Regions from separate parts of the Arabidopsis thaliana genome. Here region 2 is linked to region 1. Evidence: chromatin contacts called from public capture Hi-C data. All regions are on one chromosome and are shown on one strand. Each heading gives the region's core, a stretch centred on a gene start, on an enhancer-like site or on the middle of the called end of the contact. The rest is flanking DNA. Distances are from core to core; before and after follow the strand shown.

What was found. Capture Hi-C pulls out chosen DNA fragments and counts their contacts.
Region 2: a contact with region 1 is called in a capture Hi-C map of root, with 2.0 times the contacts expected there. The contact joins the promoter of CSD2 here to the promoter of AT2G08215 in region 1. A contact is called at or near these places in 2 of 26 Hi-C or Micro-C datasets (rosette leaf and vegetative nucleus) and 1 of 3 other capture datasets (root).

What each region holds. Positions count from the first base shown.
Region 1 is chr2:11,937,854-11,944,429 of TAIR10.1, reverse strand. It overlaps AT2G08215 (a long non-coding RNA gene), which reads right to left and starts at 3,134. Exons shown (of 1, transcript NR_140299.1): 1 at 2,897-3,134. It overlaps AT2G28040 (Eukaryotic aspartyl protease family protein), which reads left to right and starts at 6,453. Exons shown (of 2, transcript NM_001336139.1): 1 at 6,453-6,540. The coding sequence starts at 6,498. AT2G28050 (Pentatricopeptide repeat (PPR) superfamily protein) reads left to right here and starts at 4,777. Exons shown (of 1, transcript NM_128364.2): 1 at 4,777-6,559. The coding sequence starts at 4,777. The coding sequence ends at 6,165. MIR172a (a microRNA gene) reads left to right here and starts at 1,415; the gene lies at 1,415-1,516. It also overlaps the pseudogene AT2G28053.
Region 2 is chr2:12,010,247-12,016,822 of TAIR10.1, reverse strand. CSD2 (copper/zinc superoxide dismutase 2) reads right to left here and starts at 2,411. Exons shown (of 8, transcript NM_128379.4): 1 at 2,011-2,411; 2 at 1,529-1,590; 3 at 1,402-1,441; 4 at 1,214-1,309; 5 at 1,088-1,119; 6 at 916-991; 7 at 706-759; 8 at 254-545. The coding sequence starts at 2,275. The coding sequence ends at 520. ATCHX8 (cation/hydrogen exchanger family protein) reads left to right here and starts at 3,084. Exons shown (of 4, transcript NM_128378.4): 1 at 3,084-3,380; 2 at 3,466-4,482; 3 at 4,592-5,257; 4 at 5,359-5,829. The coding sequence starts at 3,084. The coding sequence ends at 5,829.

The DNA of each region.
Region 1 (6,576 bases), core at 1,885-4,384:
CGACGACACCGGAGTAATGCAAGGTTCAACTTGTTTTGCAAAGACCATGCTAACACAACAACATTCCGGAATCACAGAAAAATCCGAGTAATTTTAAAGTGAATTTAATTGACTTACCAAAATACAGTCCATGAAATCAATACTGTGCCATTATTGCTTACCAAAAATACCATAACTTTGTTTCTAGTGAGAATTGAACTCAGGGCAGAAAAGTACATATTCTTTTCCCAAGACAATTTGGCAATGTTTTTCTTCTTAACCTAAATAGATTCAATTCAACTAAACGAATTACTAAATTATTACTCTTTGTTTTGCCACTCTCTTTTTAATTCGTCTTACCGTTTATCTTTAAGTTTCTCTACGTTTTTAAGTTGTAATCACTAAATTATTTTCACTACACTGTTAAAGGCTTAAAGCTTACCACCAAATGTTATTTAATTTCACTGAACTGTTAAAACTTTAGCTACTTCAAATTGCTATTCTTTTTGTTCTTTTTTTTTATAAGGGGCATAGATCCAATAATAGTTGCGCAAATAAGAAGAAGTTTACACATGTGAAGTGGGAAAGTGAGATATTCCTTCACGAGGTGGACTCCAAGATGGCAGCTCCTAACTCCATTTGTCCCAACTCTCTTTACCATAACTCAACTTCTGCCAATCAAACTCTCTTCATAAAATATTTATGCATATATTAACATTTAGTAACAAAAATTCAACATATGTATATATGATACCAAATAAATCAACATATATATTATTACACAGTCACATCTCTTACTGTGCATATATATTTAGACAAACACATCTCTCTCTCTCTCTCTCTCTCATCTGTGTTCTAGATCTCACCAGGTCTTTCTCTGGTTAATATATGGCTTCCAAGATCTGGTAATATGTTATAAATACGTCATACTTAAGCTTTTTTCAAATCAAAAATAGAAATTTGTGGGTTTGTCTCGTTTTACTATTTTAGCAGTATATATTAAGAAGTTCAGATGTTATTCGATCATCTGTTTTTGCTTCCCCTCTGCCATCTTTATCTTTTAGGGTTTCAATTCTTTTTCACTTTTTTCTTCTGGTTTGGAGATGGTTAGGTTCCAACTAAGTATACGAGATTAAATTTGACATCTTAGTTACTTCAAAATTCCTTCAATCAAAACAAGTCATCTCGACTATTCCGCCATGTTTGTATATACATATTTATATATTATATATATGAAGGTACGAGTTTCTAGTGTCTATAAATTAAGAAGGTTAAGTACCATATAGATGATATTTGTTAAGTAGTAAGTCACTCAAAGTTTGAGTTTGGGTTTGAGTTTGAGTTTGAGTTTGAGTTTGAGAGACAAAAGATTACTACAAGAAGATTGTTAAACAAAAATGGAAGACTAATTTCCGGAGCCACGGTCGTTGTTGGCTGCTGTGGCATCATCAAGATTCACATCTGTTGATGGACGGTGGTGATTCACTCTCCACAAAGTTCTCTATGAAAATGAGAATCTTGATGATGCTGCATCGGCAATCAACGACTATTCTTTCCCTCTCTCTCTCTCTCCCTCTGTATAGATTATTTGGATTCCATCCAGATCTTCTTCAGGTAGGTTTGTTTCTACTTGAAGTTTTTTTTTTTCACCTTTATGTTAACATATCCTCCCGTTTATTTTTATTTGTTATACATAAAGATCTGACAAAGAACTTTTGTGGGTATCTTGTTTCATGTGATAACATTGAGCATTTGATCTCAGGTTTTTGGCAGTCTTTATCAAGACATTAATAGATCCACAAGCTTCTATTTCAATAAGTGAACAAGAGTCACAACATCAAGATCAGTAAGGTAAGAGAGATCTACTTAAGGTAACTAATATATATGCCTTATTTCTTATGTTGCCAATCCCACCTTGCATTTCCAAAACAACACAATATAGTTTTGTTTTGTTAGAAACAAAAAAGGATATTATATATGGAAGTTGAGATAATATATATAACAGGTCTATATGGAACTATTGTTGTCTAGCAAAGAAAAGGTTTTCAAGACACACTGTCAGTTCTTTGTTTTGTTGGTTCATGTTGGCTATTACATTCAAATTGAGAATCAATCAAGAACTTGTTGGGTGGACCTTACACACATTGTAGGCTAGGCATATTCAGTCCAACCTATTTGTGTCCCCTCTATTTACATATTTAGATTTCGTCCTTATAACTGATATTGAAACAATGAAGAATATATACTCTCTTTTTCTCTTTATTCTGTTATAAGGGAACAATAAATCTATAGCATCATATATACTCAGACTGTGAACAAAACCTATTCACAGTTATGAGTTTCATGTTTTGTTTATGAGCACAACCTCCCAAACTTGTTTCCAAAACAAATTCTATAAATATTAGTATTATTTTTGGTTATTATGTCTTGTAGTACATCTTGTTATATGTGTGTTTAGTAATGTTTTCTATGTTATGGAGATGTGTGTGTCTAAATTACTTTCCATTAGTCATTGTAGAAATAAATCTTTTTTTTTTTATCATAGCTTCCACTATGAATCGAATGGTTTTGAGCAATGCCTTGGATGACCTAGACTTCGTCCATAAGTGGAAGCCAAATCATTCTATCAGTACCAATATAGCAAGTTGGCAGCTATTTTCACATCATGATGATATCTTTGATATGTCCGTCAATCACGTATATTTTTGGATATATTTTTCAGTATTGCCAAATGAAATTGTTGTTTTACGAAAATAAGTACCTCAATTAATATAATATGTCTTCACTCCAACTTGCAGCTATATTGCTAATCACATAAGTAGTACCACTATTCATCTTTGTTATCTCTTATCTCTAAACATTCTATTAATTATCGCTTATTGTTCTCTCTTTTGGCTAATATATTTACCAATTTGGGTCCCTAAATGGACTCGATATGTTTTAATCGGAAGAATTTTATGTGTAAATATTTTGTGTTATGATTATCTTCGTATTTATCGAAATAGCTAGTTTGCTGTTTCATCGCTTTTATATATAAATGCAAAACAAAACATAAATACATTAGAATCTTTGCGTATAATGGATCTGACAAAATGAGATGGTAATATTAGCTCGAGGGGATGAATATATGTGTGTGGTCCATTAGCATTGAAATCAAACGCAACGCTGAGTATGTGAGGACCATTTCTTTATAGTCGTATCTATTATTCCCAATTTTCTCAAACTTCAAGCTTTTAATGTGTTTGTCTTACTAATTTGGCTCAGTTTACTATTTATAGCTTTAGACGATATCTTCTTTCAAGTATTTTGTATGCCGAGCAATTTTTGAAAGTGATATATTTACAAATTGTTTTTACCGAATTCAACAAGTTTGCTCTACCAATATAGCAATTCAATGTCACATTTTTACCCTTATCAAAAGAATTGACGAGACAGTTTACCTTTGATATAGAAAAACAAATATTTCTCTGACTACAAACTTTTTTTTATTGTCTTTCTCACTCAGAATTTTCTAATTATTATGTGATTGTTTCTCTTTCTATTTATAGCTCCCACAATATTTTTTAATATACATTTGGATTATGTTGAAATGATTAAAGTAATATATATGACACAAAGTAATATATATTCTTAATACGTACTGACGTACACATCACATACATGTGGATAATAGATAAGATAGGTCGACCCAAATTCAGAAGTAGAGTTATGAAAACGTTAACGAAAAATAAGAGGAAATTATTATCCACTTTTAACATTTATTCACGCATATGCCTTATCAATATTTCAGTAGCACCAACTAGCGGAATCCAATGAGTGGGCATTACAAAATGTATATATATATGATTTCAAAATGTCATTTTTTCTTTTTAACAATAAAGTATGATTTCTCGGTTGAAACATTGTAAAATTATATTTCTTTTGTTAAAACATTGTAAAATGGATGCATATTCAATAACTATTACATAAGATTAAATTGATATATACGCTTCTTCGTTTAAACTGAAACATAACATGACAGTCAGTTTTATCAAAACAATAAACAAAACATGACAGTAATGTGTATTATGTTTATGAACTAACAATAAGAAAATGTGTGTAATATAGTATATTAAGTAACATGTGTGTAAAATATATATATATATATATATATATATATATATATATATGTCTTATATATATATATGTGATACATAACATAATGTTAACATAACCAAAAATGTTTCAGCAAGCTATTGGTTACAAGATGAGAAGAAACATAATGGGAACTGAAATTGATGCTTTAGAAGACAATCATACATGGAATCTTGAAACTTTGCCCCGAAAGAAAAAAAGGCAATTGTGTGCAAATGAATATATTATAGTAAAATACTGATCTCATGGAACCATAGAGTGAGATATACAAACCCAGACTCGTGGCACTCAGAAACCGACAGACTGAATGTGTTGATTATGGAGATACATTTGTTCTAGTAGCTAAAATGGGAATTATTCTTTATAGCGAGAAGTGATTGGTCAGTAGATCAGATGTATGTCGAACAATGTCTTTGTACATGGAGATCTCTTCCAAGAGGTCCATATGAGATTGCCTATAATAAGCCATTTTTTCTTAAGCTATAATAAGCCTATAACTTAGATAATAAATAAAATGTTCGGAGACATGAAGGTGATAAACAAATCATGCCGTTCTCATATTAGAAAACCGAACATCTTGCCACTTTTGTAGCGGCCGGTTCAAATTTCCAGTTCTGATGAACGGAGTGGTGAGTGAGCCAAAGCCGCCGACGAGACGATTCGATGACTCCGCAATGCTTCTTGAAAACCCTGAAGACAGCTAAACAAACTTATACATTCTCAATCTACAAGCTTCTCCTCAATTCTTCCTCTATAAACCAAACTCTTGCTTCACCGGAAACACCACTCTCCGATCTCAATCTCTCCACTCTTCGCCGTATTTTATCAGACCCAGATATCAAATCCTGGAAATGCATCTCCCTTTTCAATTTCATCCTGGAGAACCCATCTCTTTTCTCATTCCAACCTGATCTCAGAACTCACTTGTCTCTCACTTTCCGTGTCTTGTCGGAGAGGAGATTCTCATATGCGAAAGAACTCTTGAAGCCTGTGGCTATTGATGACATTCTCAGGTACCCTTTTAATGTAATCGTCTCTAGCGTTATTGATGAATGTGGTTGTGAGAAGAAAGTTGTTGGGAGGTTCTTTAATTCGATGATTATGGTTTATTCAGACAATGGAAAATTTAGTGAAGTTGTTGAGGTTTTTGAGTATATGAAGAACAATGAAGTTAAGATTGATGAAAAGACTTGTACTTTGCATTTGTTGAATCTCAAGAGATGTGATCAGATGGAACTAGCTAGAGATTTCTTTAGTCTAATGGTTGAGTCAGGGATTGATGTTGTTACTGTGTACTCTTTAACTGTTGTTGTTACGGTGTTGTGTTGCAATGGGGAGATTACAAGAGCAAGAGAATTGGTGGAGGAGATGGGGTTGGTTAAAGGGGTTAAGGCTAATATTGTTACGTTTAAGTCGATGATTGGTTGTTGTGTGAAAAGATGGGATTTTGAAGAGTTGGATTTGGTTCTTAAGTTAATGGAGAAGGAAAGTGTGATGCTTGATCTCGATAGTTACAAGGTTTTGATTGATGGGTTTACTAGTTATGGTAAGGTTGAAGAAGCAGAGAGGTTGGTTTTGATGATGCATGATAAGAAGTTAAGAGTGGAGAGTTATCTGTATAATTTGATTATGAATGGGTACTCTCGGTTTGGACTAGTGGAGAAAGTGATTGAACTATATAGCGAAATGAGTTCTCGAGGTGTTACTCCGAACAAAGATACGTATTGGGTGTTGATGAATGGACTTTGCAAAGCTGGGAAAGTTTGTGAAGCGATGAGTTTTTTGAATGAGTTGCGAGTGAATGAGTTTGAGATTGATGAAGAAATGTATAGTACATTGAGTGAAGAGTGTTACAGAGTAGGAATGATAGATAAATCTTTGGAAGTGGTGGCTGAGATGATTAGGGATGGATTCATTCCTGGTGCTACGATATGTGAAAGATTAGCTGATTCGTTGTTTGAAGTAAACAGGAAAGAGGCACAAATGCTGATTACCATTGTGGTTAAGTGTGGTATTAAACCAAAATCGTGTTCTCAATATGGTCTGAAATGAAGATGTGGTCGTAGTCGAGGAAGACTTATCTTCTTTCTTATTACCTAAAGAGTGAGATGACACGCCTTTCCCTTACCAAGTCTCCAAGTCCAACTACAAAAACTTAATGTCGAAGATATGGTAATCTAGCTGACTAGCTCAACTAAGACTCAAAGATACACATGAAGTATAGTGATGTGCACATAGTTGTTCCATACCTCCAAAAGATACATTCTTTGAAAGATTTGTGGTTCCGGATGAAGATGAAAGGGAATGGTGACAGGAGAAGGATTGATATGGGGACCGAGGACGAGGAACGTTAGTTTGATTAGGTCCATGTTGCTAACTCTTTCATGACAACCAAAATAAGGTCGAGGGACTACTTGAAGATTGAAGGTAAATCGCAAAATTTTGAATCTCATAACTTTTTTT
Region 2 (6,576 bases), core at 1,162-3,661, 73 kb before region 1:
CTAAAATTGTAGAATTTAAAATTTATGACAAAAATGCATAAACCCACGACTTTGCAATTATACTTACTCACATGTTCTAAGTTCTAACAACTATTACCATTTTAAAAACTTTCTATCGCAATGTTACAATACACCTATTCTTTTCTGTCACTTTGTTCACGTGTTTAGTTTTCAGTTTGTTACAATAACACAAGTTGGTAAGGATATGCTTATCATCAATATCTTTAAACCTGTGTTAAAGTCGCTTTCCCTAAAAACGAAATCAAACGCATGATTCATCACAATCTTGAACTGAATAAAAAGGATGCTAAATAAACCAAAATGTACTTAAACGATCAAACACAAAGTTGTATCAAAAGTAAACACATCACTGTCACAAATTCAAAAAGAGAAAAATTGATGCAATGAACATAAACATCAAAGTTTATTAAGCCAAACATTATTTGCTAAGATTCTTACATCTGTTCAAACAGACAAGATCAACACAGTAGACATAAGAGTACTTGCTTAGCCTCTGACTTAGAGCGGCGTCAAGCCAATCACACCTGCGAAAGAACCAACATAACTCGTGAGGATACCGAAACAGATGGTCCGAATTTGCGATTAAACGTTATAATCAAGTGTGTTTTCTTCGAATGAAACCACAATTTTTGGCGTTTGAAACAATCGCAGCCTAAGTCATAGTGATAGAAAGTTTAAACATACCACATGCCAATCTCCCGCCTGCGTTTCCAGTGGTCAGACTAAGCTCATGGCCACCTATATTTGTCAAATCAAAGAGAGTAATATCATATCATAACTTGGCTTAAGAGACATTTATAAGCTAGGAAAGAGCCATCCTTTTTATTAACAATTCATTAGTGCAACCGTGCCAATTGATGTATCGAGACTTGGAAGTAAAGTATAATGGTTTACCCTTTCCGAGGTCATCCTTAAGCTCGTGAACCACAAAGGCTCTTCCAACAACAGAATTAGGACCAGTCAGAGGAATCTACACAATCAAGTTCACAGTAAACAAAAGCTTCTTATAAGAGAAAATATGAGAAGCAATATACTTCTTATAGGAAAAACATGCGATAGCACCAACCTGATTGTCCACTATTGTTGTTTCTGCCACGCCTGTTGTTACAAAAACAGTACTTAGTTCAAACAGGTTTTTGATTATCGAAGACAGCCAAATTGTATGGGAACTTGAATGGAGGATGTAAAATACCATCGGCATTGGCATTTATGTTTCCCAGGTCACCCGCATGACGGCACTCATCTTCTGGAGCTCCGTGTGTCATGTTGTTAGGGTTGAAATGTGGTCCTACAAGAATATAAGACAAGATATCGTCTTAGAATTTGGCAAATCATGACATCAGTATCAAAAGAATCTGCCACAGGGGTTTTGCTATTAACCTGTTGAGATACATCCATTAGTTGTATCACCAAACTCATGCTGCAAAATCAAACAGAGGACATAATTACACCATTATAGCTATAAGAAGAACAGATGATTCATTCTTCCGAGGAGGAACAAGCTTACGAGATGAAATCCATGAGGCCCTGGAGTGAGACCAGTGATACGAACATTCACAGTTGTAGGACCTGCTTGCCATAAACACAACCATATTCACTTAGAACAATCTACATAGTCAAAAATTAGCAAGAAACCATATAGGGTTACTTTGTAAACTTTCACAGAACCATTGAATCAGCAAGAATATGCAAAACACTCTTAAAGCTAATCCCTTTCTTTATCAGCTTATCTTAAGTTATTCATAGCAGTGAGAACCAAACACTAACAAATGTAACTCAACAGATTAAACAGAAAAAGTCTGAAACTTTGAAGAAACCGAAAATCAGATATGAAGCAGATTAAACAGAAAAAGTCTGAGACTTTGAAGATATTGAAAGTCAGATACGAAGCAGATTGAACACTGAGAGTGACCTAATCATGCCCATCAAATCAATCTTCAGAAACCCAGATGAGAAATTAGAGATTTTGAGCAATTGAGAGAGACGGACCTGAGTCATCTTGGGTCAAAGTAACAACTCCTTCGACATCAGAAGTACCTTTAAGCACTGCAACAGCCTTCTTCGCCGCGGAAACAACTGTCAACGCTTTCGACGGAGCTTTAACGGCGAAGGAAACAGATTGGAGACGGTGGAGATTGTTGTTGTTGAGAGAGACGCCGCGGAAAGAGGAACGGAGAGTTGAAGGATTGGAGGAAGGAGGAATGAGAAGACGAGAAGGAGATGAGAATGCGAGGATTGTGTTGGTGGCAGCCATGGCTGCTGCTATGTTTGACGTTTGGAGGAAATGAGTAGGCACAAATACTTGTGTGAGATTGAAAGATGAGGTTTTTATTGGTGTCACTGGTTTCTCAAATTCGGCCCACACATACACAATTTTTTTTTTTTTTTTTGAGTGCTTCTTTACCATTTTTCCAACTTTAGGACTTAAAATTTGATTAATTTCTACACTTTATTAGACTTTTTTTCTTCACTTTATTGCTACTTTTGATTGGCAAATTAGTTCTTAAAAAAATATAAGTATATGTTATTATCTTATGCGAAAATGTTAAACTTGCCAATATATTTTGACCAATTTAGTGACAAACTTGGCATGAAACTATCTAGAAATAGTTTCCTATCTTATGTGTGACCAAAGCTGTTTTCATTCATAGAAAGACAGTCATCTTATTTAAAGAAATTCCTTTTTTTCTGGTAGATTCTTAGTTGACTTCTTTCTGTGGTTTATAACTTATAAGAAGCTGAAGACATATACTATTTATAGTGGAGAAACAACTCAAAAAGGGTCTAAAACTACATATGTCTATAGATGTCCAAAGTGTGTTTTTTAAAAACAGCATAACCTATAAACAGCATATACATCTGTGTGTCATTTGTTTACAAATTGTTTCTTTGTTATCAAAAGGAACACAACATTTATTTTGTTATCGTCTTCCCCATTTTGACAAGAACTCACTTAAGATTTTGAAGTCATGGAAATGGGGAACGGGACAGGACCCGGGATGTCGGGGGCTTTTAGTGGAGGCGGCAACGAGATTTTGGGAATGGGAGGTGGCGGCGGCATAATGGGAGGCGGTGATATTTCACATATGAGTCCTGAAGTAAAATGGATATTTGAGATGGCTTGGTATGGTGAAACTGTAAGATATGATGGGTTAATTTGTGAGGAGCATCCCCCTAAGCTCTCTTCAGATGGTATTTGGGAGAAACTTATTATTAAATCGGCAGGTCTATATTTTTGGCAATATCGTCTTCCGAAGCTCGAGATTGTCATCTTGCTCGTCTTCTTTCTTTGGCAAGGCTTTAATATCTTGTTTAAGAAATTGGGTCTTTCTATTCCCAAGTTATCCTCTATGATGCTTGTGAGCTCTTCTTCTTCTTGTTTGTCTTTTTTTTTTCTTCAAAACTTGTGTGTTTGCTGCTGAGAAAATCGATGTTGCATTGCAGGCAGGGCTACTCTTGAATGTTCTAGTTACTTTATCGGGAGAGAACTCGATCATTGCGGATATCTTGGTCACGAAAAACAGAATCGACGTAGCAGGATGCCTTGGATCATTTGGATTCTTGATTTTCTGGTTCCTCAAAGGTGTAAGAATGGACGTCAAGAGAATCTTCAAGGCTGAAGCAAAAGCAAGAGTCACTGGAGTTGCAGCGGTTACTTTCCCTATAGTTGTTGGCTTCTTGCTTTTCAATCTCAAATCAGCTAAGAATCGACCTCTCACTTTCCAAGAGTATGATGTAATGCTACTAATGGAAAGCATCACGTCCTTCTCGGGGATCGCAAGACTCTTGCGTGACCTTGGCATGAACCATTCATCTATTGGCCGGGTTGCTTTATCCTCAGCCTTAGTCTCTGATATAGTTGGACTCCTGCTCTTGATTGCGAACGTTTCTAGAAGTTCAGCAACTTTAGCTGATGGTTTGGCTATACTTACAGAGATAACCTTATTCCTCGTCATTGCATTTGCGGTTGTGAGGCCGATAATGTTCAAAATAATAAAGCGGAAAGGAGAAGGAAGACCAATCGAAGACAAATACATCCACGGGGTTCTCGTCTTGGTTTGCTTATCTTGTATGTATTGGGAAGATCTTAGCCAGTTTCCTCCACTTGGAGCCTTCTTTCTTGGTCTCGCCATTCCCAATGGACCTCCTATTGGATCTGCATTGGTCGAACGATTAGAAAGCTTCAATTTTGGTATCATATTACCTCTTTTCTTAACAGCCGTTATGCTCAGGACTGATACCACTGCTTGGAAAGGCGCTTTGACATTCTTTAGTGGCGATGATAAGAAATTTGCGGTTGCGTCTCTCGTCTTGCTCATTTTCTTGTTGAAGCTCTCTGTCTCAGTCATTGTTCCTTACCTCTATAAAATGCCGTTGAGAGACTCTATTATCCTTGCCCTAATAATGTCTCATAAGGGTATTATCGAACTCAGCTTCTACCTTTTCTCTCTAAGCCTCAAGGTTAGTTTTCTCATATTTTGATTCTTGATCATGATTATGATTTCTTGCCAAAAACAAAAAGTTGAAAAGATTCATTGTTTTGATTCTTTTGATTGATGATTTGGTACAGTTGGTAACCAAAGATACATTCTCAATTCTAGTCTTGTCCATTGTCCTCAACTCTCTGCTCATACCAATGGCGATCGGGTTTCTCTACGACCCATCTAAACAATTCATATGCTACCAAAAGAGAAATTTAGCGAGTATGAAGAACATGGGAGAGCTAAAGACTCTTGTGTGCATCCATAGACCAGACCACATATCTTCCATGATCAACCTTCTTGAAGCTTCTTATCAATCCGAAGACAGTCCTCTCACTTGCTACGTCCTTCACCTCGTCGAGTTACGAGGTCAAGACGTTCCCACTTTGATCTCACACAAAGTTCAGAAACTCGGAGTCGGGGCTGGAAATAAATATTCCGAAAATGTCATCCTCTCTTTTGAACATTTCCACCGTTCTGTCTGCAGTTCCATTTCCATAGACACATTCACTTGCATCGCAAACGCAAACCATATGCAGGATGACATTTGTTGGCTAGCTCTTGATAAAGCTGTCACGCTTATCATTCTTCCTTTTCACCGGACTTGGTCACTTGACCGAACATCCATCGTATCCGACGTTGAGGCGATCCGATTTCTGAATGTCAACGTCTTGAAACAAGCACCTTGCTCTGTCGGCATTCTTATCGAACGCCATCTCGTTAACAAGAAGCAAGAACCACATGAAAGCCTTAAGGTATACTTACAATTACATCTACTATGCTTCCATGTTGGTCGTTGTAGATGCTTTAACTATATATATAGAAAAACTAAGCACACTAAGCTATTTGATGATAGGTGTGTGTAATATTCGTGGGAGGAAAAGACGATAGGGAAGCTTTGGCCTTTGCGAAGCGAATGGCCCGTCAAGAGAACGTAACATTAACAGTTCTACGCCTCCTAGCATCAGGAAAGAGCAAAGACGCGACAGGATGGGATCAAATGCTTGACACGGTGGAACTAAGAGAGTTGATTAAAAGCAACAATGCCGGAATGGTAAAAGAAGAAACATCAACAATTTATTTGGAACAAGAGATATTGGATGGAGCGGATACGTCAATGCTTCTACGTTCCATGGCTTTCGATTACGATCTTTTCGTCGTGGGAAGAACATGCGGCGAGAACCACGAGGCAACCAAAGGTATAGAGAATTGGTGTGAGTTTGAGGAGCTTGGAGTCATTGGTGATTTCTTGGCCTCGCCGGATTTTCCGAGTAAAACATCGGTGTTAGTAGTGCAACAACAACGAACGGTAGCCAATAATAATTAGAAGCGGAGAAAGCATACTATGGTTGTGGTTGTTGTTACATCTATCTCTCCTTTGTGTAGCATCTACAAAAAGAAGTTTGAAAAGAAGAAAAAAAATGTATGACCACATTTTATTTGTTTTTTTCATTGCTACTTGTGGAATATTGTTTTTTGTAGAGCAGAAAGAAAGACTTTGAAGAATGTTTTAATCCTTAAATTTTCCTATCCGAATAGTCTCCTAGGGTGAATAATTATAAGAACGAAAAATAGTTTATTTACTAGAATAATTGAAAATTTCTTATTAGTTACTAGAAATAGTTTCATACTTAGTTTACTTTTTGAAGCTTTCTTACGAAAATTAGAGTTCGTAATCAAAAGGATCTAGTGGTTGAGGGCTCGCTTTGTTAGTCAACCTTACAGTTTTTGGCTATTTTTGATCACTTTTTTGTCCAAATTCCATTTGCGAATTGCGACCACTGATTTTTTTTTTTTACACTTTCATATAAGGCAAGTAACACGTCTAGTATGTTAAATAAGCTTTTAAAACTTTTTTTAATTGTTTTTTTACTAAGAAAAACATCAATCTCAAACATCTAAACCCTATGACGGATCCGAAAGACTGATCTTGGACACAAGAAATGAAATTACACACATTCCTATATATTATATATTGATCATCAATTAGAAATGATTCTCTATTTCTTAATCTATCTTAACCTAAATCTGAATCTCGATCATTAAACAATTACCGTACAATTATAACCAAACC